2 separate regions of the Mus musculus genome follow, and region 1 is linked to region 2. A link is a contact called in public Hi-C data. All regions are on one chromosome and are shown on one strand. Each heading gives the region's core, a stretch centred on a gene start, on an enhancer-like site or on the middle of the called end of the contact. The rest is flanking DNA. Distances are from core to core; before and after follow the strand shown.

Region 1 (6,775 bases), core at 822-3,321, 54 kb after region 2:
CCCTATCCAAAACCAGCCGCATTCTGGCTGATCTGCTCGTATTTGTACATCCTCATCTGCCTTATCCTTGTATAGATAATGCCCTTCTGTGGTTAAATTGATTCTCCTTATGGAATTCAGGATAGTGCTTGTGTTTCATGACCCTTATCTGCAAGGTCCCTGTTTCTGTATGGGACACAAACAAATTTAGGGGGAAAGAATATGAACACATATTATTCTACCACAATTATTTATGGCCCTTAGTGCTTTTGTTTTAAATCAGGTTATAAGCAGGAAGAACTTACTACTTCATCACAAATAGTAGAATGTATTCTTTGCTTCTGTGTTTATGTGGAATGTCTTTCTGTTAGATAATCGGTCATCAAGAAAATTTCTGCTGTTTCTTCAAATACTTCACGAAGTATCTGGGACCCTTTGGTCACAGCCAGAACTCAAAAGGGTTAGAGAACAGTTCTAGATAGATTGTTAGACAATAGTCCTTGATAGGTTCATTCTCACTGAATTGTTTTCTCTGGGGACAATCATCAACCAACCATTTAATTGTGTTGTTCAGGGGTGGGGCTTATGTCCATCCTGTGATGTGCCAATTCTCCAAGTATCTCATTGGACTAAATAGCAATAGATAACCACATTGACGTGGTAAAGTCTTGGACACTTGCATCCAGATTGAACCACTCCAGCTGCTATCAGTTAAGCGGTGGAAAAGTGTTACAGAAAAGCAAGCAGGCTTTGATAGATTTAATGTGCAAAGTAGGAATCCATATTGTGGAATGCTGTTGATCAATAAATCAGCTTCGAGGCTGCTGGAAACAACATCCAAACACAAGTGCTTTACTTTCCATACCAAGTTTGGCTGTGGCTGAATGAAGAACACCCAGCATTGATCCTTGCCTTGCACTTGTGTGAGCCGCTATTTACAGAGAGCCAAATATAGCAACAGAGGATTTAATATCTTGCCAAAAACTACAAAATCTGTTCCCCCTTAAGCATGATACTCTATCCTTTTCTTGTGGATCTTGCTAAAAGGAAAATATAGCTTTAAACTACCCAATCCCTTCTGTTGAAAGTTCCTCAGACTGTTTTAGAATGAGTTATGTGTGGTTTTTGTGGTGTTTTAAGTTTCCAAAAGAAATCACTTACATGAAAAATCTGTCTTGTGCTGGGTTTTCTTGCAAAACACAAAGAAGTTTTAATGACAGATATGTTAATGATTTTGGTGGTAGTAATTATCATACAATATGTATGTGTGTATGTTTGTGTGTGTGTGTGTATGTGTATGTCTGCATTAAACTATCTTGTATACATTGAATTTATATAGTTTTTGTTTTGTCAATTAGACCTGAGCAAAGTTGGACTGCAAGTACTTAAAAGTCAAAGATTAATGATAATATCAAGTAAGAAAACTCCTTTTTGACAGTTTAGAACTAAGCAAAGATTACTGAAATATATTAACTAATATTTTGTTGTGTATACAATTTTAACTAAAGTAATTAGCTTCAACTAATGTATTTTCTCCATTTCTTTGGTCTTAGACTATGTCTTATTTCACTTCTAAAAATTAGTGTGATAAGTAGATTCATCCAGATTTTTCTACAAAGTTGCTAATTACAGTGACTATTTTGCTCATACAGATATACATGAACACACATGCATGATTTTGAAAACAGTTTTGTAAACTGCACTAAGCAAATAGCTTTCTACACTGACAGTTTTACCAGACATTTCTTTGGGGGATTTTAAACAAACACAAGCCTGTTTGGAAATACTTGGTGTATGTAAATATGCAAAATATGTTGAGCAGTGCAGCCATGTTAAACAGCTGCAGGGTGTACTCCCTCATTCTGGAGAAGAACATTTTGGTGGTAATGATATTCGTTTTCCCATCTTGGCTTTGCCCTTCCCCCATGAATCTTCTGAAAGCACAAATCTAACACACTCTCCCACTTACATGCTAATTCCAAAAGAATTATTTCCACTGATTCCCATTGGAAAGGGTGGGTGGTGCCTTGAAGGAATGAGTCTAGAGATGTTGTAAAGGCTGAACTTTGGGGAACATGCTTGGGCTTGCATGGACACCAGCCTCACACAGAACACAGACACTCCGCAGGCAGATTCCATTAAGGCTTGTCATGGCAAGGGTGGGTGAGAAAGTCCTGTTGTGAGTGGCCTTTTGGGGGTGATGCTCCAAACTTTCTATCACAAAATAACCATTTTAAGTGTCATCACATTCTGTAACACCAGTCCCTAACCCGTTTGTGAAAGTAAACATGTGCCTGTCTCCTGAGAACCCAAGGAGGAAGAGGGGACCTCAGAGAAGCTGTAAAATGTGAGTCTGTTATTAAACTTTTGTTGAAAGACTTTAGCAAAAAGGGCTAAGAATGTGAAGGGGACCGCCTTGACTATAGAAAGAGAGTTCAGAGCAACTCCTTGGTGTCATTTAACACCCGATTTCCTCAGTTTATCATTCAGAATCAGTGGAAAGAAATCTAAATTAGTTGGGAGAAACTAAAATTACTTACAAATACAAAGAGGAGATAAGTATAAAATAACCCAACATTTTTCTCTGTAAACAGTTACCACCCACACTTGCCAAATCTTCACAGATTTACATTGAGTTTTAGCAAAATAAAATAGGAGTCTGAATTTAGGCATTGTAACTTAGAAGCTGCATATTCTTGGATAATTTCCTTGTTTCTTAATGTGGTCATCTGAAAAATGAATGTGGTATTCAGAGTCACCATTTGGAGATTATAAAGATTAACAAGTTAAGATCCTGTGATTGTATTATCACCAAGTACATAGTGGTATCTCTCTCTTTCCAGCTGAACCGAATAGCTGTGGGAATCTTCAGTTAAGTCACTGCTAAGGCCACTCAAGTGCAAGCAACAACCTGGGTTCAGCCCAAGTGTGAGCACGCCATCACCTGCAGAGCTTCACGCGGCTCCCTCTGGTTCCTGCTCTGGTCAAAGCTGAAGATCTTCAGTGTCAGAATACATTAGTAGAAAGGTCAGGAACAGGGTGTTTTGGGAGATTGAGAAAGACCAATCTGGCTTTTGTAAACCAGTTCGATTTATAACAGTCTTTGGAAATGCAGGACATTATTTCCAGTTTGGGGGATGCAGAACCAATGCCTTCAACATTCTTGTTTGAAGGATTAAAGTCTTCTTTTATTCCCTTAAGAGGCAAATTTCAAATGTTATTAAATAGTAATGGGTTACAAGAAGTGCAACATTCTTTTGTTGTTGTTGTTGAAATCTTATTTTTAATCTGAAATTATCAATCTCTAATCTCTTTTATTGGTGAATAAGATCCAAGATCTTGTTTAAAAAAAAAAAACCACAAAAGAAAGGCTGGAGAAATGCAGTTAGAAGGCTTTGCTCTCTGCAGAGGAGGCCTTTTCTTCTTGACACAGTGTGATGGCTCTCAATTGCTTGTATCTCTAGTTCCAGAGGATCTAACACATGCGTCTGGCCTCCCCTGGCATGGGAAAGCATGTGGTGTACCTACTACATATATACAGACAAAACACGCGTAAAGATAAATCTTTTAAAGTGCGTTTTAATTCTGATTTTTATATTAATATTTTTGAAGATCCCTCATTTCTCACACTGTGAATATGCACTAGGGCAAGATGATATGCTAAAACAAATAATTAAAAAGATATAAAACTGTCTTATTTCATAGTTTTGTTTTATTCTTCAAAAGTATTAAGGGTGCAAAATAATTCAATACTGTCTTTTTTATACCAGTTGTTTGTCATGGGAAAAAATACACTTTCCCATCATTTAAATCTAAAAGGCAACACCCTCATTGCAGGCTGACTATATAGATTTAATAAGATGATGCATAAAATCTGCTTGATAGTGGATTTCTTACAAATCTTGGACTTTATAATAGTTGGGAACTTTGAAAGCCACATTGAGTCGCAGCAATACTCCCAGGCCCAGTTCTTGTACTCCTATTTTAAGCAATAAAATTGAGGTATAGGGAGATCTTAAGTGATTTGTGTAACCCCTGAGTTAGCACTGAATATTTCCCCAGGCCAAATGATTTCTATGTTTGCCTCCTCCTTATTATATCAAGTTGTCTTTTCATTTACAAATCTCATTCTGGCTGTTTTCTATTTGTCTTTAAGTATCTTGAGGAGCTGTCCCTATATTAAGGTGTAAATGAATGCATTCTACATGAATGTGGTTGGAAAATGGTTTAAGTATACTCTAAACTATACCTAGCTACTAATTTGACTCTTCTTTAGATTATCTATCTTATACTATGAGGCTGATGGAGGCTTCTACATTTTTGAAATATATAATAAAAAATGTCTGCATGAAAGAGAATGGAAACGTTCTTAAAAATGGATGGGATGAATTACATATGATGTTCTTAAATGCAGATAAGCTAGATGTAGATTAATTTTAAAAACACAACTGTGTAACGGATAGTATGGATATTCATTCTTCCCAAGGTCTAGAAGGTTCCTGGTGAAACAAGGAATCTTGTAACCTTGCCCTTGATAGACTCATAATGAATATGCCTTTGTCTCTAATCCCTTAAATATACCTCCTCTATGAAAAAGCAATTCATCACCTCAGTTTGGAAGTAAATATACTAAACTATGAATGATACAGCAGAGATTCATATGACAACTGAACAATAAATGCATACCAATTCTTGAAGTGTTAAATGTTTTAGGAATACGACAGAGAGGAACAGAGCAGTGCACCAAAACTCCTCTTCAAGATTTGGGGAGCTTTCTCTGAATTACAGCCCCACTGTGAGTGTGTGTGTGCGCGCACACACACACACACACACACACACACACACACACACACACAGAGTGAGAGCGAGAGAGACAGAGAGACACAGAGAGAGATAGGGGAGGGGAGCAAGAGAGACAGAGACAGAGTGACAGAGAGACAGGAGAGAGAGGAAGAGAGGGAGAGAGGGGGGGAGAGGGGGAAGCAATTCCTACTTCAGTACTTTAAATTGTGGCTTTGCATCTTTATGTTTCCTATCTGTTGCAGCCCATTCAGCTGTGCATTTGCATAAGATAAAAGGACTATATTCTGGAAAATGTTTTTAAAGGCTTCCTTTGGAAAGAAAGAGACAGAAGGAAATGCTAAAATGTTTTGGAAAGAATTTACAGAGACAGGGAGAACATTTGTGAAGATGACACTGAATGAAGAATTTGTGTGCAAATATCTTGAATCTGAACAGAGAGAGGCATGGGCGATCTTCTGGGTGGAGCAGTCCTGTGTTTGTTTCTTAGGTAAAACACACAAGGAAGTGTATGACCATGTGAGTAAGGACAATTATTACACTCTTCAAGTACTAATGTCTTTAATATTGAATTAGTACAGAAAGAATGTGCTCTAGATTATATGAAGAAAGAAAAATTCCTGACCTACTTGTGTTGCTAACAACCCGTGCACTTCTGGAAAACAAATTTCTAAATGTCCTTCTTGTGTTTCCTCATTTATTAATTTGGGAAGCTAAAACTAGACATTCTAGGCTTCTTCCCCTTTGAGAGTTCAGTGATCGCACGTCTATTTTTTTTCCCAATATACAACTAAAGCCCATTTAGGCACCAGAGTTACAATTTTTTTCCTGGAGCTAGAACAGTTTGGAAAGAATAGTATAATTGGAAAAAAATATTTGACAACTTCTTTATATGCTAATGGGAGTCCAGGCTAAAACAGTTCAATAAAGACAATGTGAAGAGTGGAACAAAGAAAAATTCCAAAGAATCACTGCAACAAATGCCGTTGGTATTTATGTAATCTGAAAAGGGAAAAAATGAAACATAAGAGAGACATGATTCCCTTAGAGATTTGACATCCTGGAACTTGTATTTTTAACACAGTTTATCCTGCAAGGAGCCAATATGCAAACCTGTGTGCAATTTAGAAGTTTTTCTCATCCCACATGCTGGTTTGAATTACTCAGAATGGAAAATAGAAATTGGGGGGGGGGGGGTTAGAAACATTTACAGCGACTGTATTCCTAATTATGCACAACACAGTAGACATTGCAGATATGTCACTGAAGACATAGCAGGTTATCTAGCCCCACTTCCCATTCAACTTTCCCTTATTTGAGAGAGTCAAAGCCTTGTGATTTTCCTCTAGCTTAATTTTAATAATCTACACTTTGCATTGGCTTCCATAGTTTCTGCTGGCACCTTAAGTGGAATAAATTTTAATATACTTTCTCTGCATTTGCTAACTGCTTAACTTCCTGAAATCTCATCTCCTCATGGTCATCAGAAAGATATTTTTTTTCAGTAATCCAAAAGGATTTGATACCTCTTTAGGATATCATCTGGATAAAAGCTAGTGGATATGACTATGGTGCCCTAAGGGAACCCTTAATCAACCTGATCTGCTCTTCCACATATTTGAATCTCTAGCACATTCCCATTCATCAATACATTTACCAATTTTTCATATTTGGTTTCACTTTTTATGAGTAGATGCCCATTTCCTGTCAAGTCATTGTCACCTGTCCTGTTATACCCGTAATCTTTTTTTATTCTTCCAATGAGTTTCATTCTTCTCATGAGTCATATGCACATAACATGTTCAGCTTGATGTTCTCTTTGCTGAGGAAGGGAGGTAACACAGAGTAACCAAACAATTCTATCTGAAGGAGAGGGAGGAAGAGTTTCTCTTCTTGGATCAGTCACTCAGCTATGGGAAACACAATCACATGCCCTGTTCTGTGCAGGCTTAAGGGCTATTTCTTTAGGGTAGATTCTTTTCAAATCTACCCTGAA
Region 2 (6,036 bases), core at 915-3,414:
GATTCCTGCTGAAGAGTATTAAGAGTCATCGGTTTAGCCTGGCGTGGTGGCGCACGCCATTAATCCCAGCACTTGGGAGGCAGAGGCAGGCAGATTTCTGAATTCGAGGCCAACTTGGTCTAAAAGAAAAAGTCATCAGTTTAAAACAGTTTGTTTCACAGCCTTCCAGAAGGAGGTCTCCTAGGAGATTGGGGACAGAACTGAGAGAGGAAGAAGCCTAAAACTCTGAGTGCTTGATTCAACTACTTCCCAGTTCATCCTACAGAGAGGTAATAAACAAATAAACAACTGTGTATAATGTATATGTCTGTGTACATTACAGATGACCTCACACATTCAGATATCTTCACTCATGCAAACCCGTGAAAAAAATAAATACATTACAAAGAAGAGGTCTTCTGTTAGATTTCTGTACAAATAGGGCTTAAAAGTTACTGCAAGCCAGTAACTTTTAGATTAGTGAGTTGTCCTTCATAAGAAAAAAAAAAAAGTCAAAGCATCAAGGCTCTGTTTGGCTTACTGAGGCTAGATCATTATTGGAATAGGTGTCCTGAAGAATGGATTAGAAGATGTTTGGTTATGGGGCTGGGGAAGTAGTAATAAGCGTCATTCAAGAATCTGAATGAGATAGCTGGACAAACTAGGGCTTACAGTAAGAGATGTAAGCAGAAGTGTAGAGTTTAGGATATACTTACTGAAGGTTAAGACCAGATGCAGGCACTGTGAGGAGAGGGAAGGTTGCGAACTTCCCAGCTATTCCCAGTTCAGCTGGGAGGTGGAGTTTTATTATCTGTGACAGACACCATTAGACAAAGTTCAGATTGGAATGTGGGTGGTGGCTGTTGTTATGACTGTACCTCGCAGAACTGCCTGGAGAGAAGCTGTAACCATGAGCATAGATCACTGGAAAAGGGTCTAACCAGGCTATATCAACTTGGGACAAAGGAGTTATAATCACATAAAGTAAGTTCTACCAGAAAGAGTACAGTTTAAAATCTGAACTACATAAACTCTCTCTCTCTCTCTCTCTTTCTTTTTTTTTTTTTTTTTTTTTTGGTGGGCCTACATAAACTCTTAATAGTCATATTTTAAGACTTGATTGATAAAAATAATGAATGAGTGAAGAAATTCCATTATGGCATAACAAAATACCAAACACAATCTTGGTGTGAGTGTTAGGGGAGATATTGACATGCCCACACACATGAACTGTTCCCCAAAACAGAGGTGGTCCTGGTGGGAGGGCATAATGGCTTCAAAGTATGATCTTTGGTTTGTGTGTGTGTGTGTGTGATTTACTCTATGCAACATTAATGCATTCGACAAAGAAAGAGACATTTCTTTTGAAAAAGACTAGGCCTTTTGGTCCTTACTGAAAATTTTCTGTTTGTCAGACAGGTAAAGGTTGATTGAGTTAGATTTGATGATTTCACTGGAGTATAACTATATTTTTAAAAACAATTTTTTATTTCAATTTGTAGAAGGTTTTAAGCTACATGCATATAAACAAGACATTAAAATGGTAGCCAATTATTTGCTCTTGCTGTATTCAAGCCAGCTTATAAAGGCCAGGAAAGATATATATACATCGCCAGGATGCCAATCCACCAAGATGTGCCTTTTAAGTGAAGATGTTGCAAGGAAACAACTATTGTTAGCCTGTGGGCACTTCAAGGCACTGTTAACTTTCACTTTGGTCTATTTTTAATGGAGGAACTAAGCCCATATTTTTCCCCCGGCCTGTTTTATAACTCTCTTTATTTACACTTGGCTTTCCTCTAATCGGGTTCTAGCACCATCGGAGTTGATGCTCTCTGAAAAAACTCCCAGAACTTGGGCAACTCTGTCCAGGCCGCCAGGTGACTGAGACTGGGTGGGGAACCTTGGAGTTTTGAGGGCGCGGAGCCTCTCGCATACCAATCTCCTCCCACCAGCATCACTGGGCCCGGAGGCGGAGAGGGCTGCAAACTTCGCTCCAATCCGCAGCCGCCCTCCCCAGGGTCCCCCTGCTGGGCGACCCGCCCGCTGTGGACCTGAGTTGATGGAACTTTTCTGATAAACTGCTCCTGAGAGCTGGGGAGGCAAGCACCCCGCCTCCCCACATTCCGGCTACCCTGCCCCCGCCTCCCGGTCCTCGCCCAGCCGCCCGCGCTAGTGATAGGACGAGTCCCGGGCGTGCATTGTGTGTATGCAAAAGCACTGCTGCTCTCCTGGAGCGGCCCTAGCCCGGACTGGGTAGCAGCTGCTGCTGGTACTGCGGAGTACGCTCCTGTCTCGGATGCGGTTGCCTGAGCCTGAGCCCAGCGCTGTCATGCTCCTGCCGCGGGGCGGGCTGCAGCGTCGTCCCGTCGCTATATAAGCGCGAGCAGAGGGGGCACCCGGAGGGGCTGAAAATGAAGGTGCCCGCGCATGGGCCGCCGCTGATTGCCAACCCCTCCCGAGCTCGCTCCCGGCGCGGAGCCCGAGGCCGCCGAGGACCCGCCTTAGCCGCAGTAGCAGCTGGTTCAGCGACGCGGACAGCAGCTGCGGCGGCGGTGGCGGTGGCGCCCCTTGCGCCAGCGCTTAGAGCGGCGGCGGCGACTCCGGGGCCGCCGCTGGCCCCGCTGCCATGAGTTGTGCGGAGGTGATGTATCACCCCCAGCCGTATGGAGCGCCCCAGTATCTGCCCAACCCTGTGGCAGCTGCAACCTGCCCTACAGCCTGCTATCATCCGGCTCCCCAACCTGGCCAGCAGGTGAGTCACCAGCCCGGCAGCCTTCCGGGGGCGGGGACGAGGGGCACCGGGTATCGGTGTCAGGCTCATGCCGTGCCCCGCCGGGTCCCGAGGCGTGAAAGATGCTTTAGGACTTGCTGGGAACCATAGGAAGAAAAAGACACTCCCGGAAGGGCAGAACTGAGCATGGCAGGGCTGGGATCCTTGGAAAGGTTTTACCTGGCCGGGGGCTTATTTGAGCTGTGTCACCTGAACTCAGAGACTCTTGCTCCCAGCTTCGCTGGTCCTTAGGACTCAGTTCCCTGAAGCTCACGAAAGGCATCTGTCTTAGGACTGTGTGAGTAAACTTTTAACTCAAATACTTTGTTTCCTTGGGCAAGTAAAGTATTTCAGCGTTTTCTGGAGTAAGTGGCAGAAGTATGTAACTGAGGTAGCAGAGGGTACCTGAGAAGGGAGCTCACAGAGCTGGGACTGGGACAGTACTGGGACTTTGAGGGTGGAACACTGGTCGGATGTAAGACACATTCAGTGTTCCTAGAATTTATCCATTGCCTTTCTCCCTGCGGCTGTGATTTAGACAGGGATTCTCAAAAGGCTCTTCATTGACTTTCTATTCCTAACAAAGCACAGAGCCTTCTGGTGTTCTTCAGTGGACTTGTGTTTCTTAGCCCAAGGTAGCCAGGAGTATCTGCATGCCTGGGCCCCACCCAGCCAAGAGACTGAAAATGTTGGTAAAAGGGACCTGGAAACTAGATGATAAGGGTAGACACTGGAAGAACTTGCCACTAGGAATTCTTGAGATTACTCTGTGGCCACACAGCAAGTGCAACAAAATTTAGTTAGAGCAATGTTAAAAACAGTAAAACGTGCCTGTGACAAGGGGCTATACTGAATCAGGGATTAGAGTAGGCTAATTCCATTGAAACTTAAAAATACAGCTAGATATAGTTAGAAAATAATGATTAACAGGATTTTCGACTTGTTTTTCATTTCTTAGGAACTGTATGTTTTATTCTGGCCTTCAGGGTTTGACCCTTGGAGCAATCTGATCTTTGAATTTCTATTTTTTCCTTTGCCCCTGTCCCTTTTCTAGAAGTATAGGGCTACTCTTTGGGAAAGAGACTATAACTCTGTATGAGATTTAGTGGCTGTCAGATTCAGCTAACTTTGAAAGGGTACAAGTCCAGGAGTCATCGTTAAACAATCCCATCTTAATGAAGACCAAATGAGACACAAGACAGAAGACCCCACTTCCTTGCTAGTATTTATTACTTACGTTAAAATTAGAAAGCTTTACTATTTTAAAACAAAATTACCTTTGATGGGAGAGATAGGAGAAGCAGTTTTTTTTTTTTTTTTTTTTTTTGTATTTTGTGGTCAAGAATGGCAAACAAAAATATTTTGACTTATCATGTTTTCTTTGACACAAAATAGTAGCGTCGTAGGTTCAATCCAGGCAGAGACCTTGGGTATTTGTCCATCTCTCATGCTGTAGAGGCCTTCAATTAACATTAGTTGGAGTGTGGATGAGCGGGAGACTTAGATGTTTTTAAATATACAGAGAATTAACTTTCTCTCCTGAAAAAGTAAGGAATCATAGATGTTGTGAACATGGTCGTCTTCTATGGAATTATGAAATTAATCCCATTGAAATATGATTGTGTAGGGAGAGGTCACCATTGTTACTCTCCTTCAGCAAGAAAAATCAAAGGCCGAATTAGACAAATGAAAAATCATTAATCATGAAAGTTAGTTTTCAATTCGAACTGTCTCTGAGTGCTTTATCTCATTTTGCAATAGACCTAAATTTGAACCCCAAATTCCCTTCTTTTGCTTAAAAACTATGAACAAACTGACAAGGAAAATAAAAATAAAGCACAAAAAGAGCCTAATCTGTCTGTGTTGGGCAGTTACATAAACTCCCAGCTTCTGCTCTAGTCTGAGCTTCTATAGACGTCTGTTAGGTAGTGCCCGAGTCTACTGGAAGGGTTTGCTTGAGAGGAGCACACTTGCACACTTCTCTCATTAAATTGGTTTCTTTGATATTTAAATTTTCCTCTAGTTCATAAACTATTTGCCTGTTATTGGACTAAAGAGAGTTGACGGCGTCATTGCTGTTCCTTTACTGTCAGAGCTTGTTTTGATGACCTATATTTTCTATTGGAAAAAAGAGTAAGTCAGGAAATTCTTATCAGCCTGACAGCATTTTTAGACTATCCAGTGCGTGGGCGAAGTGGGCCTAATATTGACTTGGCCCTAATGCCGTAGTCATCTGAGAATACATATTTTTTGTTGTTTTTGCATTCCGTAAGGTTTGATCATTATTATCCGTGAAGGTTGTTTTCTCTGTACATGGGATGTAATCCCTAATAATATTTTGTTTGGGAGACAAAAGTGAGGGTGACATCTCTTCCTGCATTAAACAACAACCACCATAAAAATAAAAACAACTGGATTTGTTGGGGGGGTGGGGAGAAACATTAAAAAGGACAGTGATGCAAAAAACATTGTGATCATTCATGAGATAAGGATGCCAGGACATTGACATTCTGGGCTGGGATTCCTGCATTCAATTGTAGCAATGTATCCCTTAGCTGTATTCTCTCCTCAAAAGTGGGATCTTCTGTTCTTGCATGTTTGTTTTTACTTTTTCTCTGGAAGGCAAGGGGATGGAATAGAGGCTCTCACATGTGCTAGGTACTCAGTCTACTAATAAACTACACACGCCTCGCTCTGAAGTGCTTAGATGTTTATGAAATAGCACATTATGATTGATCTTAAGCATGGGGTTCACTTTTCATCCCTGAATATTTTTCTTTTTTAGAAATGAAAAGAATTTATTTTCTAGCCATATGTTCAATCAGCTTTTCTGCTAAATCTGAAAGTTTGAAGCATAGCTTTTCTTTTTTTTTTTTTTACTGAACCTATTATATGTGCAAGCAGGATAAATGTTTAAGAACACCAGTAAGCTGCATATAAATGCCACACTGGTGTACCACCCCAGTTCAACCAATCAAGCTCATCTGCCAGGGTCTGAAGAGTACATTTATAATCCTTGGGTTTAATTCCTAGAGGTTGTGTGCTGGGCTTAAATCTTACAGGGAGCCTTAGTAACAGAGGCAGAATTTACTGAGAGATTCTGAGCAGCTTAGTCCTCGACCTCACCGTCTCGCCATAGCCTCTGGACAGCCCTCCTCCAGAGCTCCCTGGGAGAAGTCTTGACTCAGTCTCAGTACATGCTCTGAGGCTGATGACACTGCAGAACGTGAACAGAAAGGAATGTGCTTGTAGTCTGCTAGTGACAGTAGGAAACAGCACAATGT

Evidence for each region. A called contact is a pair of places that touch in the nucleus more often than the background predicts.
Region 1: a Hi-C map of adipose-derived mesenchymal stem cells shows a contact between it and region 2, with 1.8 times the contacts expected there. The contact joins the enhancer-like site here to the promoter of Vgll3 in region 2. A contact is called at or near these places in 2 of 39 promoter capture datasets (both in the 3T3-L1 cell line), 11 of 484 Hi-C or Micro-C datasets (the AML12 cell line, the C2C12 cell line, adipose-derived mesenchymal stem cells and 4 more), 3 of 115 datasets of contacts at active chromatin or transcription factors (embryonic fibroblasts, embryonic stem cells and fibro-adipogenic progenitors) and 3 of 9 other capture datasets (adipose tissue, liver and pancreatic islet).

The regions. Positions count from the first base shown.
Region 1 is chr16:65,867,195-65,873,969 of GRCm38.p6, forward strand. No RefSeq gene overlaps it. Among named protein-coding and RNA genes, the nearest start is that of Gm52259, 40 kb to the right of the region's middle. Within about 2 kb of position 2,072, at least 21 of the 459 cell types and tissues checked have an H3K27ac peak or open chromatin away from gene starts, as enhancers often do. A contact at or near this core is called in adipose-derived mesenchymal stem cells and muscle stem cells, where this site is marked.
Region 2 is chr16:65,813,025-65,819,060 of GRCm38.p6, forward strand. Vgll3 (vestigial like family member 3) reads left to right here and starts at 2,165. Exons shown (of 4, transcript NM_001368760.1): 1 at 2,165-2,734. The coding sequence starts at 2,609.